4 separate regions of the Rattus norvegicus genome follow, and all the other regions are linked to region 2. Evidence: chromatin contacts called from public Hi-C data. All regions are on one chromosome and are shown on one strand. The core of a region is the stretch at or near the end of the contact, and the rest is flanking DNA. Distances in the headings are between cores, read along the strand shown.

Region 1 (5,295 bases), core at 2,335-4,834, 330 kb after region 2:
TCATGCTTGCCCACTATAGACAAGGTTCCAGGTTTGAGCCCTGGTACAAAGGAAAGAGAGGGAGAGGGGAAGAGAGGAAGCTGATGGGAAAAGTACAGGAGGAGGAAGAAAAAGGGAGAGACAGAAAAAAAAATCCAGTGTGGAATTTTCTCTTAAGAAGTTTGCAACATGGGGTTGGAGACATGGCAGAAGCCGTCTGGAGCACTGGCTGCTTTTCCAGAAGACTCTGGTTCAACTCCTAGCACCCACACGGAGGCTCATGACTGTCTGAAACTCCAGTTCCAGAGGATCTGACATCCTCGCACAGACACACACACAGGAAAAGCACTGACACGCACAGAGTAAATACACACTTATAAGGAAAGAACAAGAAGTTGTGTAGGCATAAATGTTTTGCAACCTATTTTTAATAAGGGTTCAACCTGTCCTCTAGCCCACCTCCCAGCAGAGGTATCAGAAGAGGTAGTTGTTAGGATCTGGGGAAGTGGACCTGTTCAGCCGTGCTTCTTTAGGGGTGAGCTTGCTCTTTGGCGGCAATTCAGTCTCATAGCAAACACCAAATACGATTCAGCAGCTGCAGCCTCGTCCTTTCAGCAAGCAGACATCATGCAGCTATAGTTCAGTCCTGACGAAACTTCCAGGCTTGCTAACCGTCCTGAGGTGAGGCCCAGGAATCCGAAAGCTACTGCAGGAACCTTACAAGCAGTTCTTGGGCAGGTTTCTCTACATGGCAGCATTACCACAAGCTCAACAATGTATGTAGCAGGGTTGGGGATTTAGCTCAGTGGTAGAGCACTTGCCTAGCAAGCGCAAGGCCCTGGGTTCGGTCCCCAGCTCCGAAAAAAAGAAAAAAAAATGTATGTAGCTAGGTAAGGCGACCAATACACGCGTGTCATTAGGGGAGAATAATGACGAAGAACAAACCAAGCCAATACTCAGAGCTGTCTCCCACGGTCCGTGGGTCCTTTTTATACTCCTTCATCACAGCGCCTTCCACATGTCTGCTCTACCCAAGCATCCTTCCACCTGGGTCTGCTTCAGGAAAACATTCTTTCATGTGTTTGCTTTAGCAAGACATCCTTTCACCTGTGTGCCCCAGCAAAACAACATTTGGCAAAACTAAATTTCCAAAGAAACTACAAGTTTTCTACTTCGAAGTTGTTCACAATAAGCCGGGCACCATGGTGCACACCTTTAGTCCCAGCAGAAGCAGAGGTGGACAGATTTCTGAGCTCCACGCCAGCCTGTAATGAGCAAGAAACTCGTATCTTGAAAAACAGGAGGGCAGGAGGAGGAGGAGGAGGAGGAGGAGGAGGAGGAGGAGGAGGAGGAGGAGGAGGAGGAGGAGGAGGAGGAGGAGGAGGAGGAGGAGGAGGAGAAGGAGGAGAGAGACAGAGAGACAGAGAGACAGAGAGAGAACTTTGCAACAGGCTGTGCTGTGTGCAGTGGTCCACACCTATAATCCCAGAACTCTGGAGGCTGAGACAGAAAAACATTGCTAAGAGCCCAAGACCAGCTTAGATGTGCAGTGAGTTCCAGGCCATCCAGAGCTCCATAGCAAGGCATTGTCTCATACACTAAAGCTGAAGGTGGAGAAGTTTGCCATGGCTAGAGCTGGAGCTGACGGAGGGAAACAAGAGGAGCTTTGCGGTTCAGAGCTGTGAGATACTTTACCTAACCATTCCATGGCTGCCTCAGAAAAGCAGGCATACATTTTGGATACAAATCACAAGTGTTCCCTTGATCTGAGCCTTCACAGGAGCTGTGTCACTGGTCACCTGTCCCCCATATATGGGCCTGATGGTCTTCAGCTGACATCAGCTGACTCTCCTTAGTCATTGACATTTTTCTTTACCTAATGTTCACTTTGCTCCCCACCCCCAGATCAAAGCTTTAAGCCACAGAAACGTTTACATTTATACCAGTCTGCTGTTTCCTTGCATCTCATGAGAATCCCATCCCTAAAGAGACTTAAACGGGGTCTACCGTCTTCTTTCAAGCAACAGCCAAGAGTATAATTCCATTAAGTTAGCCCTGAGGAACCAATGAGTTTCTTAGACTTACACCCTTCAGTGCATGTGTTCAGGGACTACTTACAGAAGCATAGAAGACCCCAGATCAGTCAAACTGGAAATCCTTCACCCAGTATAGAAAATGACTTCTCACAGCCACAGAAACAGAGTTCCCACCCCCTTGGTTAATCTTGCCCAGTCTATATAACCTCCAGCTTCCTTGACCCTGAAGTCACATGCAATTAGAGAAAAATTTTTGCAGATGGATTGGAGTAGCAAGTGGAAACGGATAGGATCTCAGGTGGGGGACAGATCCTCCCCACCACCTTCTTCTCTCGAGGAGAATCAACTGTCAGCAGGCTAGCTCCAGATCAGTGGTCTTCAATCTTCCTAATGCTGCGACCCTTTAATTCAGTTCCTTGTGTTGTGGAGATGCCCCCAACGAATAAAGTTAATCGTTTTTACTTCATAACAGTAAGTTTGTGAGTGTTATGAATTGTTCTGTAAACATCTTATATGCTGACTACAAGTGGGTCTCGACCCACGGGTTGAGAACCATTTCTCTAGCTGGTCTTTTTATTGGTCGGCTCAAGTGGTGCAATGAAGATGGCATCTGTCTTGCCTGAAGGACTTTATTCTACAATGCCTTGGTGCTCTGTTCTGCTCCTCTCTGCCCGCTGTCCTTATACACTAAAGCTCTCGAATTAAGCTTGTCAGCCCCAGTATCTCCCCTGAGGTCCACACTGCTCTATCTTTGTCAGCGATGAATGAAAAATGGGGACATGACCGCTCCCACGTGTGGTTGAGGGAGAAGGTTTTATTGTACATATGAGGGAGAGCACAGCCAGAGGCATCTGGAAGGGTCCAGGCTAAACCAGTCCAGCAGAATAAATTGAACCATAAAGAGGGTTTAGGGTAGAGGAAGAGAAGATAGGAGGCAGGTGACAGGCGACAGGTGACAGGTGACAGGAGGAAGCCAAGAGAGGAATCAGGAGCAAAAAAGCTCATATGAAAACCCTGAGGGCAAGAGGGCTCATAACTAAAATGACTGAGGTTATATAGGAAAGAGAAGCTGGGGGAAGTGAATGGAAGGGGGCGGGAGGGGAGTGGAGGGAAGGGGGCAGAGAGAGGTTTAGAGTAGAGGATGACTTTGTAACAGGTACTTGTGAGTAGGCAATGACCAGCATACCAGAGTCTGCTTTGATGCTTTCAACAGACACCTCAGTAGCCATTTGTCTCTGGTCTCCTTGAGATTGAACAATCCCCTCTTAGATTCACCATCATCATGTCAGACTCTGTGTCCTAACATCAACCCAAGTCTGCCCCTCAGAGGGCTTCTTCATCTCAATGAGAGGCTGTCTCATACCTCATCTCTTCCCCATCTCTCTCACACTAGAAACCTTAGTCTGGAAGCAGACTTCCAGATTTCTCACATCCTATCATGACCTCTCTGGTAACCATGACCACCCTGGTGCAAGACCTTGTCACCCCTGACCTTCCTACTGTACTTGATTCCCAAGTAAATACCCTTCTTCCACACATGCATCTCTAAGCTTTTCTCCAACTTAGTCATCAGACTGGTCCTTTCAAAAGCCAGATGATGTCACTCTTCTGATCAAAAGCCACAAATGGTTTGCCTTCTTACTCAGCGCCAAAGTAGAATTTCTTACAAGAATCTACAAGATCCTTCCTGATCCACCCCACAACTTCTTTTCTCTTCTGCACCACCATCCCCACCAGTCATGATGACTCAGTGTAACAAGCTTCCTTCTTATCCCAGACATGGCAAGCACACTCCTGTCCTCACTTACCAGGGTCCTCTGCCAGGTGTCCGTGAAGCACACTCATAGACCTCTTCTAGGACATCTCTTCACAAGAGCTGGCTAAGGGCCCTCTTGCTCTATTTCTATAGAAATCACAGACTAGGGAATGCTTTTTCAGGGTTGGCATTCCTGAATACCAGAAGCTATGGGCTTGACTTTTAAACCCAATGACTAATAGCTCTCAGCCCTGAGAATTGAGACTGGTGGCTACACATTTTAAAAACCAAAGACCTGTAGCTTTCCAGGTGCTGTGTCCAGAACACGCTTTGAGTTTCAAAGGCAGAGTTTTATGATTCTGGGCCCTGAGAACCAGACTTGTTGCCTCACGTTTTAAAACCCAGAGACCTAGCTCCCTCTGTTCAGATGAGAGGCTTATTACAAATAGGACTGTGGGGCTCACAAATTTCAGGTGTTAGAACCTGTTGATGAAAACAACAATATCTCTTATCTTAAAGGGAATGAAATAGTTCATTCTGGAGCCATTTTGTGTGACCATGGGCTAAAAACAAAGATTTAGGTTACCCCAAATTCCATGTTCCATCATGACGTTTTATAGTTTTACAGAAGTCATAAACGGAGGCAAATTTAAAACACATTGGTGGGTACATCAGAGGGAGATACAGCAAGAAGGGCAAAGCTTGCCTATGGGTCCAAGATGCTATCTGAGAACATTCTTAGCTGTTGGGTTGGTGGAAGCTATCAGGTTGCTAAGTTAAGAGATTTCAAAAGGGTTTTATCTATTAGTCACAAGATGTTAGTTCTGACTCGGGGCGTGAGCAAGAAACGGTCATTTAGGAAGCCTGGAACTAGCTCCAAATAAGGTAATTAGCCTCTGGACCTGCAACATTCCAACCCCTCCAAGGTACTGTAGTTCCAGTCAATCAACCAGTCTCTACAGACAGAGCTTCTTTCCAGAAATTCTCATTCGCAGACCCATGGTTCTGAACCCTTAGACGCTCTGTGGCCCTCTTCCAGTGCCCAGAGCCTCAAGTTGCTGCCTCTGGCTGATCTCTGACATTCTTCTGTTGCTTCTGCACTGTTTCCGGATATGTCTGGAGCAGTAAAAGAAAAGACCACTTAAGAGAAGCTTTAACTAGGGTCTAGTGTTGGAGCACAAGGTAGCAGGTACAATACTGGAGAGACACAGTGTGAGTAGATGCCCAAAGAGTGAAAAGCAGCCTGCCAATACAACCAGAAGAGGGGTGTAGCATATATATATGAAGTCTCTCATTCCACCAATCGCCGCCTCGATTTTAACCAATCACAAGTGACACCTATTTGCATATGGACCAATCACATATTGCATTACTCAGGAGGCTCCTCCCCCACTCCTGAATGAGGCTAGCTACTATAGGACAGATAAGATAAGGTCAGCTGGCTTTTATAGAAGCTTCTTTAAGCCAAAGCCGCTTTTCCCAAGGCTGGTTTAAGTTGTCTGTGGCACGTTCTGACTGAAGCAA
Region 2 (5,245 bases), core at 1,814-4,313:
TTTGTTTACTATTAAGAAGACCTTTTAGTCTCCCACTCTGCTTCAAGCTCATTAGCTCTAATAAGTACAGCAGCAGACGGTGACATTTCCCTAAGCTGCGCCAGGCTGTTAAGGATAGATTTGAAAATCTTATCTTTCCTTTCCCTCCCACTCAGGGTTTCCTGCCGCCGAGAACAAGTCCATTTGCCTATGTTTGGAGGATTTCTGCAGCTCTCGCTTCGGCAGAGCAACCATCTTGGCGATTTCTGACTCTAGCTCTAGTCTCAACCATAACACTTTCTCCAGCTCTGGAGAGATCTGTGAAGGCATGAGCATGAAGAAGTCAGCTGACAAGCCAGAGATGAGCCTTTAATGAAAAGCTGGAGCAGGTGGCAGCCGCTTCTGTCCCTTTCACAGGACACTGAGCAAGAATGAAGTCTCAAGGGCACCTTTCAGAGGAACGGAAGTGAGGGTTGGGGAGGGCTCGCATCAGCCAGGCTCACAAAAATGTGCCCAGCTGTGCATTGAGCCGGTTTATGGAGGAAAGGGGCACTTTGTGATTGAGAGATGCTACAAACTATGATGTAATCTTGAAGGGCTTTAGATCCTAACATGTGAGGACAATGAAAAGTATGAGTGATTCACAGATTATCCCCAGATCTTAGCTTCCCGGAAATTGTCTTTTACATGTCCGCGGTTTCTGCTCTTTTGGGCGCAAAGGCCAGCTTACTGTTCTGGGGACTAACAACAGAAGCGTCTAGTCTCACTATGTTCATGCTCTTGAGTGTATTAGAGCAGCCATAAAATTTGGCTTCTTAATATGGACTCATACTTGGTATGAAACTGTCCTCTAAGGAGGAGTGAAACACAAGAGCCCCTCGGAGACCAGTAAGTACGACTGTAGCTGAGCGCGCTGGGGAAACATGGCTTATCTATACACAGCAAAGAAAACTGGTCCAAGTAAATGGAAATTAATTTTGAATACTGTCCTGTATGCTTCATTGAAGGACTCATCCTTTGTGGTTTGGCTAGAAGATGAAGAACCTTCTAAACGTTATGTCAAAATATTACCAAAAAAAAAAAAAAAAGAAAAGAAAAAAAGAAAAAAGAAAAAAAATGTTTAACGGAATACCTGGTATTTGTGAGGAATTGGAAACTGTTGGTATCTTTTCAAGCATCAGCCCATAAGCTTATTACTAATTTATTTCAGGTAGGCGATATTATGGTCCTGTGGTGGTTTGAATAGGAATGGCCCCTATAGACTCTTGTGCTTGAATGCTTAGCCCATAGGGAGTGGCACTATTAGGAGGTGTGGTCTTGTTGCAGTGGGTGTGGCTTTGTTGGAGGAAATGCGTCAGTGAGCTGGTGGGCTCTGAGGTCTCCTGTGCTCAAGCTAAGCCCAGTGCGTCACTCTGGCCTGCATATCAAGACGTAGAACTCTCTGCTTCTCGAGCACTATGTCAGCCTGCACACTGCCATGCTTCTTGCCATGATAATGGAATAAACCTCTGAACCTGTAAGCCAACCCCAATGAAGTGTCTGCCTTTCTAAGACTTGCCTTGGTCATGGTGTCTGTTCACAGCAGTAAAACCCTAACTAAGACAGGTCCATACGTTACAGTAAAGGAAACCTGTTTAGAAAGACCAAATAATGAAAAGGCAACCCAAAACTTCCTGTGTCTCTTAAAAATATACAGTTCTAATTCTAGCTACTCAACACTGAGGCTGGAGAATAATAAGTTGAGGACGTGTCTGGCGACAAAGTGAGTTCAAGACTAGCCTGAGCAATTTAGTGAGACCCCGTCCTAAAATTAAAAAGTAAAAGGGGGCACAAGTGTCCATGAGTATCACCTCAGACAGAGTGGCTGCCCAACATGAGCGATTCACTCAGGTTCAAACAGGCTGTCTGCTCAAAGGCAAAATAACAACAACAACAACAACAACAATAATAATACTGACGATGATGATGATGGTGATGATGATGGCGATGATGATGATGATGATGATGATGAAGACATTATAAAGAGGACACAGCAATTCAAGGCAGTTTCCTTGTTTGCTTCTCATACAGCAAGTCATTTCAGAATAGTTCGTTTGTCCAGATAGCAAAGTGGCCTTTAAAATGCTAATTTTGAAAACTGCAAACAATATGCCCTTCTTTGTTTACATTCCTTCGAATTACTTTTAATTTTAAGGTACTATATTTTTGTTCTTTTGAATATATATCATATATGTATATATCATAATCTTCTCTTCCTGGAGTTTTCCCTGATCCTCAACATCTCACCCACTCATCCAACTTCATGTTCTCTCTCTCTCTCAAAACAGCAACATAACAACAAAAAAAGCAAAAAAACCCCCAAAAAACAGAAAAATAAACCCAAGAAAACTAAACTACAACAAAAAAGCACACACACACAGAGAGAGAGAGAGAGAGAGAGAGAGAGAGAGAGAGAGAGAGAGAGAGAGAGAGAGAGACTGTTTTGTGCTGACTAACTTCTCCTGCCCTGGAGTATGGTTGATATCCTCACTGCTACTCCATTAAAGACAGTAAGTTTGCCTTTCCCATCAGGTATCCATTAGAAATAGCTTCTCGGTTAGCAGTGAGACTTTGTGCCACTTGCCCTTCCCAGTGCTGGGACTTTTGTCTGGTTTGAACCATGGGACGTGTACACAGTGCCACCATTTCTGTGAATTCATATGTGCATTAGGGCTTGCCGTGTCTGGAAGACACTGTTTCCATAGACTCATTCCTTACCTCTGGCTCTTATAATCTTTCCGCCTCATCTGTGGTGTGGATCTTTCTTCCTTGAATATTCTTATCCCTTTGTATTATCTTTTGCTTTAACACGAGCTCCCAGGACTAGTGAGAAGCTACAACCTATTTCTTCTCATCTATTCCGTGCTCAGTGAGACAGCTAGGTAAAAGTCCCCATGGTGTCAGGAATTCTCATTCTAAGAGTTATTTTAATACACAGGATGAAGAGGGTCAGGTTCTTTCCAGAAACAGCACGGAGCAAGGCAGGGGAAGGCTTAATTAACTAAGATGCCAAGTCTAAAACCGTGAAAAATTTTCACCACTAGGGGGCAGTGCTTGAAAGAATAACAGTCTACTCTTGCAGTTAGGCGGGACAGAGAACAATGACCTCCTTGTTATTTCCTACCCCACATACAGAGCACATAAAGATTTTATTTCTTTGGAGAAAAGAGGGACAAAAAGCGTTTGCTCTGACTTGAGGCAGAATTCAACGATGACGCTCTCTTCACTTGCTGAGCTCAGAGCAAGAGATGCCAGTAGCACTTAATTTTCAGAATCACTAAAGCGTCCATGAAAGAAAGTGTGCTTATAAAAATGAAATCTTTCCATAATAAACTCTAAAGGAGAAAGTATTTGTCAAAGTTATGATGGAGGAGCAGGAAAAAAAATGGTTGCTCTGGTCTGAAAATCATTAAAATTTGTTACGATGAATAACTTATTTAATAAATAACCTTTTCCCCCCTTCCTTTGTGCGTGTAACAGTCACACACACTGTATCATACAGAAACAAAGGCAACATCTATGTAATAATATGAAGGAGTTAAATCTTGCTCTTTGAAGAAGGAAAGGACTACTGGATGAGGCGTTGAAGGTGTTTTCGAAAATAGATCGTAAAGACTGTAAGTCCATTGTTTACCTGCTTCAGTCTTCAACAGGAACATCGTTAATTAGAGTCCTAAACTGGAAACATTGTTTCTTTAAACCCTCATTACAACCCACAGTCCAGGGAGCAGGAGGGGTTGGTTGAACACTCCTGCCTTTCAAAGGAAACCAGAGAGGGTAGGGGAGAGAAAGATCCCAGAGTTTTTCCAAGAATGCCAGATTCAAACCTTCTTACTTTTCCTAAAGTCAACCCATGGACTTCAATGATCATCATTGAGGATAGGAAAACATTGGAGAAGCTAGCACAGCATTGGGCGAGGTAGAGTGCTGTAAACATTGATCTTTTGCTCGTCTTAATGATAAGTGAGAATGTCCAACAACACAAATGAAGCGTGAGGAAGTCCAAACGGAGGCAGTCCAAACAGAGGATGCCTTTTCTATCCCCAAGCCAGTCAAACAGGTCCCCTTGCTCTAAGAAAAAAAATGCATGTTAATTGGGAAGAAGATATTCTAGCCCCTGCCTTACCATCAATTCCCCTAGTCAGAGGGTAACGTTACAATGTGAGAGCTGTTGTGGGTCCTATCCACTCACTTCTGCCTTTGACTTGGAAGGACAGAGCAGAAAGTAAGCTTACGGTAAATAGACAGATAGACAGATAGATAGATAAATGTCATATAGATCAAGGTTTGTTTTCCCAGCCCTCCTTAGCTGTGTGACCCTGCGTGGCTCTGCCCAGGACTAACTGTCATGTGGCACACAGTTCTCTTTGCAGAAGGAGGTAACAGATGTGCTCACATCACAGGATCAATGCGCAGGAAATAAGGGCAGAGGCAACTCGGCCGCTCTTCACAGAGCTTCTTCTGTTATGAGTCCATCATGATCTCACAGGCTTCACTGACTTCAAAGGAGGAGGCTGTCACGTGGCATATGTTAAAACTTCACCACAAATACTAGAGATCCCACTATTCATGCTCTAAAGGGTCTTAAACTTTTAAAACTTTCAGGTTTTGTTCTGCTTTAAAAACAAACAAACAAACAAACAAAAACAAAACAAAAAACAAAAACAAAACAAGGACCTTTCCCCCATTTCAATCGCGTACAAGCTACAGTTATAGAATATATGCCTGGATGAGGCCTTAATGATCTTTCTAGAACCCCTCCCACTCTCCTACATCCCCACCCCCACGCCGAGCAGCTCAGAAAACAGCACTCCCCCTATGCCTTGAGAACTACAAACACAAGATTAAGATCAGGCTTAAAGATGAAGTGACTTTTAAGAACCAGTGTGTTATCCGGTGGGAGCGGCGTATTAAAGAATTCTAAACTGTGTAGCTGTTCATAAATATACTCATAAGAAATATTGAAGCTCTAACACCAAAAGTAATAGAACTATGCATACAAATACTATTCATTATGTGAGTCTCTGAGCAACCAGCTTATTTCTACTCTTATCAGCGTCAACGTGGCAATAAAATGTCTCCTTGTCCTTCCAGCTTCCTTATTAGAATGCACTAAATTTGTTTTTCTCATACATGGGGAGATAAGGTTATTAATTACACAAACTGCTTATCAGCAAAATGTAAAATAGCAGGAGAAGCTAAGAAGGAGAACAAACGTTGGGATGGA
Region 3 (4,715 bases), core at 99-2,598, 420 kb after region 2:
GCATGTCCACGTCCCTGTGTGCCCATGTGTTCATGTGTCATCCTCACAAGTCATTCCTCAAATGCCTTCACCATGTTGTTGCTGTTTTCCAAGACTCATTTGATTTTTATTTTTTGGTTGTTTAGTTCTGTTTTTGAGACAGGTTACTCTGTATAGTCCTAACTGTCCTAGAACTTGATCTATAGACCATACCATACTGGCCTTGGACTCAGAGATTCCCCCTGCCTCTGCCTCTGTCCCCAACGCCAACTGCTGGGATTAAAAGAATACACCGCCGATGTCCAGTGACTTTTAATTATGCGAGTGTGCATCTCTGTGTGAGTATGTTCATATGTAGGTAGGTACCTAGAGAGCCGTGTCAGAGGATCTCTAGCTGAAGTTACAGCCGACTATGATCCACCCCAAGTCAGTGCTGGGAACTAAACTTACCGCCTCTGCACGAGAAGCGAGAAGCGCTTGCTCAGAACCGCTGAGCTGTCTCTCCAGCCCCACCCTGTTTCATGAGACAACGTTTTCATTGGCCTGTAGCTTACAGATCAGAGTAGGCTGGTTGGTCAGCAGTCCCGGGGATCCCTCTCTCTCTTCTCTATCTCTTGGCACTGAGATTACGAGTGTGAACCAGGCAGCACATCGAGCTTTTTGCTTGTTTGTTTTAGTTTTTTAGAGACAGGGTTTCTCTGTATAGTCCTGGCTGTCCTAGAACTCACATTGAAGACCAGGATAGCCTTGAACTCAGAGATCCACCCGTATCTGCCTCCTGAGAGCTGGGATTACAGGCGTGCACCTCTGCCACCACCCAAACCACGTCTGGCTTTTTCATATGGGTTCTGGGGATTGAACTCGAGTCTTCACGCTTGTGCAATGGGCACTTGGCTCACCGAGCTATTCCTCTGGCCCCTGGAAAATATTTTAATATAAGAGTAAGTTTGAGGTATGTTTTAAGTGTCTGGCGATTCTGGAGTCAAAATTTAGGGAGACCACATTAGATAATAAAAGGTAGCCAAGCAAGCAGGCTGCATTTACAAATCGGGCAGAGAAAGGGGGCACAGATGATCTTTTGAAACCACAAGAGGAAAATACAAAAATTTGAAAGGGGCTCTTAAGAACTCTGTTCTTCTAACGGAGGGCATAGCAGAGCCTTGGGGCTCATGGAAAGGAGCCCCCACCCCACCCCCCTACTTGGCATCCGAGTGACTCATCCAGAAAGCTATCCACTGCGTGCAGCAAAGAGGAAATGAATCATAGAAGTTTCTGACCTTTGCCCTTGTCATTCTTCATGGGGGTGGCAGCTGGGAGGGGGAACCACCCACAGACTGTCTCACGGGGCTGGAGAAGAGGCAGTCAAACAAGGCACACACAGAAACGATGTAAATTCATGGTCTGGAAGAGCTGGAGACTCGGGTCAGGAGAGACCGAGCTCAGGGGTTGCAAATACAAACAGTCATTTTCTGATACAGAAAGCAGAGCTTGTGGGTTGGCAGGGACGGGAGCCAGCAGTGCCCAGTGGTGTCTTGTGCAGTAATGTGAACTTCTCACACTCCTAGCTGGGGTGGGAATGGGGGCAGCCCAGAGGAGAACCGTGACCTTTGAATTCCCATCTTACATCTGGCACTTAGAGAATTTGCTTGGCTTGCTTAGAGGAAATCCACTGCACTCACGCCAGTGTGCAAGTGGGAAGGCCTCTGTGATTCACGGATTCAAAAGATGGAATCCCAGAGCCTTTCCTCTGGAAAGGCAGAGAGCTTCCAGTCACAAGGCAGGAGCATGAATGTTATCTCAAGAGGAATCTAACGAGTGTAGGGGTGATTGAAGTTTGAAATAAAAGCAGAATGAGAACATTCCAGATGTTAAAAGGAAAGCAAAAATACAGTTTTCCCGAAGAACATAGCAGACGGAGCCAAGAGTAAACAGACAGTGAAGACCAGAGGCTGAGCTTTAAATCGACACCTGACGGTGTGCTTCTCACTGCCTGCATTTGAGTCTATTTGAGTTCAGTGTGCGGGGGTGAGAGCGTTCAGCTTCTCTGCTCACACTTCAGCTTAGAGTTTTGTTAACTACATGTCTGAGTTTAAAAGTTCTTCCTCAGGCCAAGGTAGGTTTTTAATGTAACATCCCTCCTCATCTGGGTCTGCAGATGGCAGCTTAGCTCCCTAAACTCCTTATTATAAAAGGAAGACACCATCCTTCAAAGCAGCACGCTTCACAAGGAAAAAAAATACTCCTCATAATTACAGAAGTGGGAGTGGGGGGCATTCATGAACCCCTCAGCTCAGTTCACGGCCTTCTGTGCTTGTAGAGGCACTGGAGAGTGGGTAATGCTCCGGCCGTTTCTCAAAAAGGAAGCCCCGTGCATCCCTTTCTCCGATCTGCACTGAATACATCCACATTTCTTCTTCTCGCTCCCCCAGCAGCTTAAGTGACAAAGACAGAGACAGTTTGTTCCAGTCAGGCAGGCGGCATCAGTTGTTTTTTGTTTTGTTTTGTTTTGTTTTGTTGTTTTGTTTTTTTGCCTTCAGCGTTCATCGCTGGTAATGTAAATTCCTCAGCCACCTGTCACAGGACAGAATTACAGCAACCAGGGGCCACAGGAGGTCCTTCTCAAAGACCTCAACTTGGACAAACCCAAGATCCATGACTTCATGCAGAAAAGAACCCGGCACCAGCTGCTATGAGGCAGGACTGAGGTTTAACAAAGATGACTTAATACAGACATCAAACCTAGGACAAGAGAGGGACATTTTATTTTCTTTCTAATATTCATATATAGGATGTGGGTGGGGTTTGAAGTAGGATCTTTAAAGGGTTGCTAAGAAACCTAAGGGAGGTCACTCACAAGTTCCTGAGGGGCATCTGTCGGGATGACAGTTGATAAGGTAACAGGCTAGATTGTGGGGATGCAAGGAAGCAGGCTCTCTTCACCATAAACAAAGCTAACTGTTTTGTTTGCGATTCCCAGGAAATGTCTAGGGACAGCCATGAGATGAGGGTCTACCCAAGGCCATATACGTTGAAACTTTACATTTTATTTGTTGCCTCCTTATAATAAAATATCTGTATATGGATCAAATATTATTTCTATGTCGACTCGAAAGTGAGGGGCTCCCTTCCCTCACATCAACCTGATAAAGTTACCCAGTCTTTCTGTCTTGCCACAATCCTTAGCTCACAGTTCAGTGATTTTTATACAGTTGGTATTCAGGTAGACCAGTAATCTCCCTCTACCTCCTTATGACTTTCTACCCCATTTCTGTCAGTATTTTCAAATAAGGAAATAGTCGTTTTACGATAATTGCCATTTTTAGAGGCTACAGATTAAAAGTAACTTATTAACCTGATATAATTGTTGTCTCTGAGGCTTACTACCTCTTTCTGCCAACCTAGGCCTAGTTCTAGAAGCTTCTAGCCTCCAAACAATCTAATCTAGGCCTAGAAAGTTTTTAGCCTCTAAGACTTTCTGCTGAATAAGCTCACCCTTTCTAGCTCTTTCTGAACTCTGGCTGGGCACTCAACTCAGCTGTTACGGCTCAAAACTCCTCAAGAAGCTGACTGATTCAAATTGGCTTCTCTTAGCTTCTGACTGAATTGCTCTGCTTGGCCTCATATTGACTTTGGAAATATGTTCTAACCTTCTGGCTTCTCATTCTCTGGCTCATTCTGTCTTCACCTGTGACTAGCTTATTCTCTCTTCAACCTGTTTCTGTAAAACTTTCCAGGTAAAACTGCCTCCTCCCGCTCTCTGTGCTGTTCTCTCTTCAATGGTCTTGTGAGAGTTGGGAGTATTCTATTCCGTCAAATCTTCCTCCGATTCATTACTTTGTCCGCCACTCAATTAGACAGCACTTTCAAACATGGGTGCTTCCTTCTACAAACTAATTTTGCCTTCAATGTTTGGAATTAAAGGCGTATGCTAAGGGCATGTCTTTTTCCAGCCAAAGTAGTCATGTTACTGGGTTAAAAATCCCTCTACACGGGCTGGAGAGATGGCTCAGCGGTTAAGAGCACTGACTGCTCTTCCAGAGGTCCTGAGTTCAATTCCCAGCAACCACATGGTGGCTCACAACCATCTGTAATGGGATCCGATGCCCTCTTCTGGTGTGTCTGAAGACAGCTACAGTGTACTTATATATAATAAATGAATAAATAAATCTTTAAAAAAAAAATCCCTCTACACTGCAGTGCTTCCCTAGTAAGCACAAAGCCCTGGCTCTATCCTCAACAGTGCATACACTGGGCATGGTGGCGCTTACCTGCAGTCCAAATTCTCAGAAGGCAGAGGCAGAAGAATTAGATATTCAAAGTCACCCTCTGCTACATATTGAGTTCAGGACAAACTGAGCGTACACGAGACCCTGGCTCAAAAAAATGTAAGCGGACTGGAGAGATGGCTCAGCGGTTAAGAGCACTGTCTGCTCTTCCAGAGGCCCTGAGTTCAATTCCCAGCAACCACATGGTGGCTCACAACCATCTGTAAGGAGATCTGATGCCCTCTTCTGGTGTGTTTGAAGACAGTGACAGTGTACTCACATATATACAATAAATAAATAAAAATCTTTAAAAAAAATGTAAGCAACTACTATCTATTCAGTACAACCCAGACACCAGGTTCTCTGCTAAGTTTATTATAAGCTTCAGTTCTTCTAGTCTCACAGTCATCATTAGAGAATGATATTTATCCCTCCCGGTAGAGGAGCAATCATGAGTTAGCCTATATAACT
Region 4 (5,372 bases), core at 914-3,413, 350 kb after region 2:
TTGAGACCATCTGCTCACAGGGGACCATGACACATTCTTACCGATCCTTACAATATAACCACTCTCTGAGGAAGACTACCAGGCTTGCTACCAGGATCCCAGCTTTGACACTGAGTTTCAGATCAGAAGGGTAGAAAGGAAACCAGAGCCTTATCCAGTGGTCCACGCCTCCCCATCATTTTACAGGGAGAGAGGAGAAGTCACAAAGAGGATACCTACCCAAGGTCTTGTGGTCACTCAGAGGCAAAGCAGGACCAGAAGCCAGGCTGCCCAGGCCTGTTCCTCTCTTCCTTTGTGAAAATCTAACCCCCACATTTGAAATCCTTGTTATGATGATTTGATGCACATTTCAAAATAAGTGGATTATAAAAAAATATTTTTCCCCGGGCTGGGGAAATAGTTCAGCATGTAAAAGCATGTGTCTTCATGTCTAAGGACCTGAGTTCAATCCCTGGGAGCATGTGGTAGAAGGAAAGAACTGACTCCTGAGAGTTTGCCTATGATGTCTGCACATGCACACCTCTCCCACACACCCAAAATTGAAATTCAAAAACATTCTCAGAAATTCATCTGTTTGTTCCAAGCCCCTACTCCATCCTACCCCACCCCCACCCCAACCCCAAAACCACCAAACCAAAACCCTGGGGAAATAAATGGAGACATCTTCTGGCCAAAATGATTCACTGTGTTTCATCATATCTAATAGTCTACTTACTGTAGGAAACATTATTTTGCCCATTAACCACCCCCCCCCAAAAAAATAAAATTGAGACGAAGGGTGCAGCTGAGTGGTTAGAGCTCATTTAACATGCACGGGGTTCTAGGTTGGATCCTTCATCTCCACATTACCAACTGGGCATTTGAGGTCATCTTTAGCTCATCAGTGAGTTTGAAGTCAACCTGAGCCACATGAGATGCTTCCAAGAGAGAGAGAGAATGAGAATGAATAGAAAAACCACAGGCAATTAGAAGGGTGTGGTGTCATACGTATAATCCCAGTACTTAGGAGGCTCAGGCAGGATCCTGAGTTTGAGGCCAACCTTAGCTACATAGCAAAATGTTGTCTAAAAAAAAATGGGGGGGGGGCTATCAATGTGTAATATACATCAATAATTAAAAAAAATGCTTGCCTCTCTAATGCAGAGCTGTGAAACTATGAAAACACAGGCATCGTCAAAGCAGGAAACAATGACCCAACTCTGTTACTGTACCAATTCTCTCATGCCTGCCAGTTGTCTTTCCCAGGCTGACAAAGTGACAGATACAAGAGATTTTAAGACACATGGCTCAGTTAATCTACAGGTTCCCCCTACCCATTAAATGACTTAACGCACCCTCTAGATGTTTCTTCCAAAGAAAGCATATGTTCTGTACCTCCAGGGAGAAGAAATAAGCAGCAGGAGGGGACTTAGGATCAAAGAGATGAGAGTGCAGGAGAGAGGAGTACCTAGAGTCTGCCAAAGCAAACACACAGGCAGGCAGTGGGAGCAGGGCAGGCATTGCCTGCAAAACCCCTCGCAAAGGAGGCTTCGAAGACTTCAGCAATGCGGTCTGAGCTTCCACAGCTGTGAGCTGGGAAGAGCCCCGAGTGAGGGCTGAGAACCTAAGACTTGCTCCTCCAGCCTGGATCCTGGCTGGAGACCAATGCTGCCCCTGGCTGGTATTTACAAAGACCTGGTGCAGGGCCAGCTGGCTACGGGAGGCATGTTTCTGTATCATTCGTCACTCACAAAGTGCTCTGCAGCTGGAAGAGAGGCACAGCGGCCATAGCCAAGGAAGCCCAAGTTTGGCCGCTCTCCTTTTCCCTCTTCTCCCCTTCCTCAAGAGAAAAACCCCAGCAGTGCTTGGAACCTAAGAGAAAGAGAGCTAGGAGAGGTGACTTCCGGCTGTAAGTGTACTCCAGAACAATCCACTCAACACCATTGGCACTTGAGTCCTGGGGACTCAGTGGGTTAAGGACATCGAGCCCATGATGCTAGTTTTTACTGGGATCTATTTCGTTTCTGTGGTTCTTTGGGTCAATTCCCTCCCAGTGGTACGGAAAGGAACTTTCCAGGGAAGTCGCTCTCTCCATCCAGCCCCCTTTTCCCACCTGCTTTCACACCATCTTCCTGCCAGTCCCTCTTAGTCCCTCCAGGGATCAGTCATAGAAATGGTGGCTCAGAGCAACCCAGAAAACAGGGGGAGGAGTCTAAACTTCATCATAACCTTGAAAACTGGGAAGTGTTCACAACAGAAAAAAAAAAAAAAAAGGAAGACAGAGAAGAGGGGCATGACTCTGATTCACAGAAAAAGCAGAATGCCCACGTGTGCTGAATTAGTCAGTGCCACAGGCTAGGGAGGGTAGACAGTGGTGGCCATTCAAGCGGGCAGTGGGAGCCCAGCCACTGACATTTACAACAATGCCCCTTGCAAATCCAGGATCTTACCCCCAGAATTTCATAGATTTATCTTTTGAAAGGCCATTCTTCCAGCAAGCTGGGTCCACGGTTAAACCGAAAGAGAAAATATTTCTATGATTTGGCAAGAGTCACACCCCCACGTAAGCTATTAATGTATTTGGCAGGCAAGAGAGAAAGAGAGAGACCTCCAAAAAGGAAAAAAAGAAAAGAAGAAAAAAGGTCGGTTCTAGGATGATCATCACACACAGAGAGAAAGAAAATATCAAAGACCATTTCCAGAAAGGATTAGAACAAATACTTCTTCTGAAGTCCCGGGTGATCCCTGGAGAGGGGAGGGTGGGAGGGAACCTCACAGTGCAGGTGTGCTGGCCCTGCTCCAGGACTGCAAACACCAGTCCAGACGACAACTGTGGCTTGCCTTTGGATGCATAGATCTTGCCTTTACACTCCCAAGTGGAATTTCACAGAGATGGCTTGAAACCCCACACCCCCATTCCCAAAGTGAGAAAAGCCCTATACCAATCCTCTGTACTTTGTACCTCCAGCTCCTGTGACCAGTAACACAGCACACTGCAAGTCAGGCCCCCTGGAGTACATTGTCCCATTTATCTCCCTCATTGAAATGATGTTAGTGTCCATTTGCCTCAGCTTCCTGAGAATGGAAGCTACCCCTATCTGATTCAGGGTTTGTTTGTTTTGTTTTGTTTTGTTTTTTTGTTTTAACGTTAAAACTTAAAACTGTGCCTCCTCTGAGGCACACCTTGGCCAGCCCATTAGGGGAACAGTTGGAGTAGTTCTTACCCCATGAGAACTCCTTCCTCCATAGTAAGACTTAGAGATTGCCTCTGTATCCATATTGTTTGCCCCTTCTGTAAACTGCTGTCCAAGTTTTAGAGTCTACCAAGGCCCACAGCACAGAATCTAGGTCTTTGTCCATTGCTTCTTAGACCCAGCACAAACATTGCCACATTAGCATCTGAGAGACGCAAACTTGTCTGCTTTCTCCCTTTTGAACTCACTCTTGACTGTTTTAGTGTTTTTTTACCAACCTGATCTGAGCGGTTACACCGATGTAACTCAGATCCACTGGAACTCCTGTCCTGTAGAGATCAGGTCCCACTGTGCAGGTTTGCTGAGCTCAGGAATGGTCCCTGGTGAGGGAACCAGTTCTTTAACTCTTAGTGAGCAGACTCTGGCCTGAGCTCTGGGGATCAAGCATAGACCATTCCGTACCCCGACGACTCATCATCAGCTGTACCGTGTTCTTGCCCTCTCCCAGACCCGGTTCTCCTCACTTGGATCTGACGAGCCCTTTAGTGCAGTTATAATTCGTACCTGCCTTTTCCTTATACTCCTTCGGTGGCCACAAGAAATGACAAGCTCCCTCTCATCCTCCCTAGCCCTCACTTTTCCTGTCAAATCACAGGTTACACAGGGGACCCCCGCAGCACCCTAACCAAGGTCATGCCACTGCCACCCCAGCAAGGATGTGTCCATCTCATAAAGCATAAGGAACTACAGCCACGAGGATTCTGCCTACAGACGCTTCACCCTGAGATACCTCAGCCTCGGTTGCCTTTTTATCACACACAGTAGGGCTCCTTTCGGATGAGTCCCTATTTAGATGCCAATTGCTTTTTCCAGAGAACGTAAAGAAGGTTACAGGAAGAGGTGTCTCATAGGCAGCTTCGTCAGAGTCCCACAGAGCTGGCTGATGAGTCATGAACACTGTACCACTGAAGAGGTCCAACCCCAAGTCACCTTCTACCTCCTAAATATTCTAGCTTCAGCCCTAAGACCACTGCTGTTTAGGGGACCAGGACACAGGAGACAGTGTAACTGGATTCTCAGGTAAAATGAACCTGCCTTTACTCCCATCCAATGTTAACAGCCCTGACAGGGAATTGTGCGTCATGATGGCCAATCACAATGTTGCAGCCAAAGAAGAAAAGAGAATGCAGCTTAATTACTACAAGAGGGTTGCTGGAGGACAGAGGGAAGCTAAAGGAGACAGCCTCCTTTGAGCAAATGGGGGCATTATCTGAAGAAGCAGGCTTGTCTAGCCTTTCATGGAAGTTCTTACTCGTAACTATAGTATAACACCTCACAACACACACTTGCCCCTCAACAGGTGCCTCAAATTGTCATTTTGGCAAAAAGGTTATTTCGAGTAACATAGAATCAAACTAAGAAGGGAGGGGAAAGGGGAAATATTTGGGACAAAAGTCTTAGTATCATCCTCATCTCCTTGAAAATCTTGTTGAAGATAGGAGATGATACCAGATGTGTGTGTGTGTGTGTGCACGTGTGTGCTCGCACATATGTGTGTACACACACGTGTGTGAGTGTGTGCATATGTGTCATGAGTGTGCGTGTATGAATGAATGTGTGTGTGAGCACATGTGTCTATCATGTGCATGCACGTATTCGAGCACATGTCTGTGCGTGTGTATGTGCATGTGCAGGTGTATGTGCACATGTGTGTGTCTGTGTGTGTGTGTGTGTGTGTGTGTGTGTGTGTGTGTGTGTAAGTAGACCTCAATGAATAGCCATTCCTGTTCACTGGTCCCCACCCATAATTTCTCTGTTTCCAAATTTATTGTTCCTTTGACCTCAAACCCTTTTCCTTCCTTCATAATAGACAATAAACTTCTACTGCTTCTTTGAAGTTCACTTTTCTGTGAACAAATTAGTGTTAGTGAATCGCATGCCTTTTCCCCCATTAACTGGTCTTCTGTTAGTTTAATTCACAGGCCCCTGTCACCTGAACTTAAAACAATAACATTTTCCTCCCCAAACAACTCACTGTGCCTCTAGATTCTTTTCTAATGTTATTTATATTTCCACCATTCCAAACTGTATATATTCTGTCTTAAAGTATTTCATTAGGGACCAAAAAAATCCTACAATACTCTATGCTGAGCTATAAGTAACTAACAGTTTACCATACTATACACCCCACGTTCCCCT

The links. A called contact is a pair of places that touch in the nucleus more often than the background predicts.
Region 1: a contact with region 2 is called in a Hi-C map of the A7r5 cell line, with 4 times the contacts expected there. The contact joins two enhancer-like sites. A contact is called at or near these places in 3 of 12 Hi-C or Micro-C datasets (the A7r5 cell line, the Rat2 cell line and mammary epithelial cells).
Region 3: a Hi-C map of the A7r5 cell line shows a contact between it and region 2, with 4 times the contacts expected there. The contact joins two enhancer-like sites. A contact is called at or near these places in 4 of 12 Hi-C or Micro-C datasets (the A7r5 cell line, the Rat2 cell line, Schwann cells and 1 more).
Region 4: a contact with region 2 is called in a Hi-C map of Schwann cells, with 4 times the contacts expected there. The contact joins two enhancer-like sites. A contact is called at or near these places in 6 of 12 Hi-C or Micro-C datasets (the Rat2 cell line, Schwann cells, hepatocytes and 3 more).

The regions. Positions count from the first base shown.
Region 1 is chr7:48,980,745-48,986,039 of GRCr8, reverse strand. No RefSeq gene overlaps it. Among named protein-coding and RNA genes, the nearest start is that of Phlda1, 130 kb to the right of the region's middle. Within about 2 kb of position 3,584, at least 10 of the 93 cell types and tissues checked have an H3K27ac peak or open chromatin away from gene starts, as enhancers often do. A contact at or near this core is called in the A7r5 cell line, where this site is marked.
Region 2 is chr7:49,310,664-49,315,908 of GRCr8, reverse strand. No RefSeq gene overlaps it. Among named protein-coding and RNA genes, the nearest start is that of Krr1, 49 kb to the left of the region's middle. Within about 2 kb of position 3,063, at least 7 of the 93 cell types and tissues checked have an H3K27ac peak or open chromatin away from gene starts, as enhancers often do. A contact at or near this core is called in the A7r5 cell line and Schwann cells, where this site is marked.
Region 3 is chr7:48,893,819-48,898,533 of GRCr8, reverse strand. No RefSeq gene overlaps it. Among named protein-coding and RNA genes, the nearest start is that of Phlda1, 42 kb to the right of the region's middle. Within about 2 kb of position 1,348, at least 42 of the 93 cell types and tissues checked have an H3K27ac peak or open chromatin away from gene starts, as enhancers often do. A contact at or near this core is called in the A7r5 cell line and Schwann cells, where this site is marked.
Region 4 is chr7:48,962,797-48,968,168 of GRCr8, reverse strand. No RefSeq gene overlaps it. Among named protein-coding and RNA genes, the nearest start is that of Phlda1, 110 kb to the right of the region's middle. Within about 2 kb of position 2,163, at least 25 of the 93 cell types and tissues checked have an H3K27ac peak or open chromatin away from gene starts, as enhancers often do. A contact at or near this core is called in Schwann cells, where this site is marked.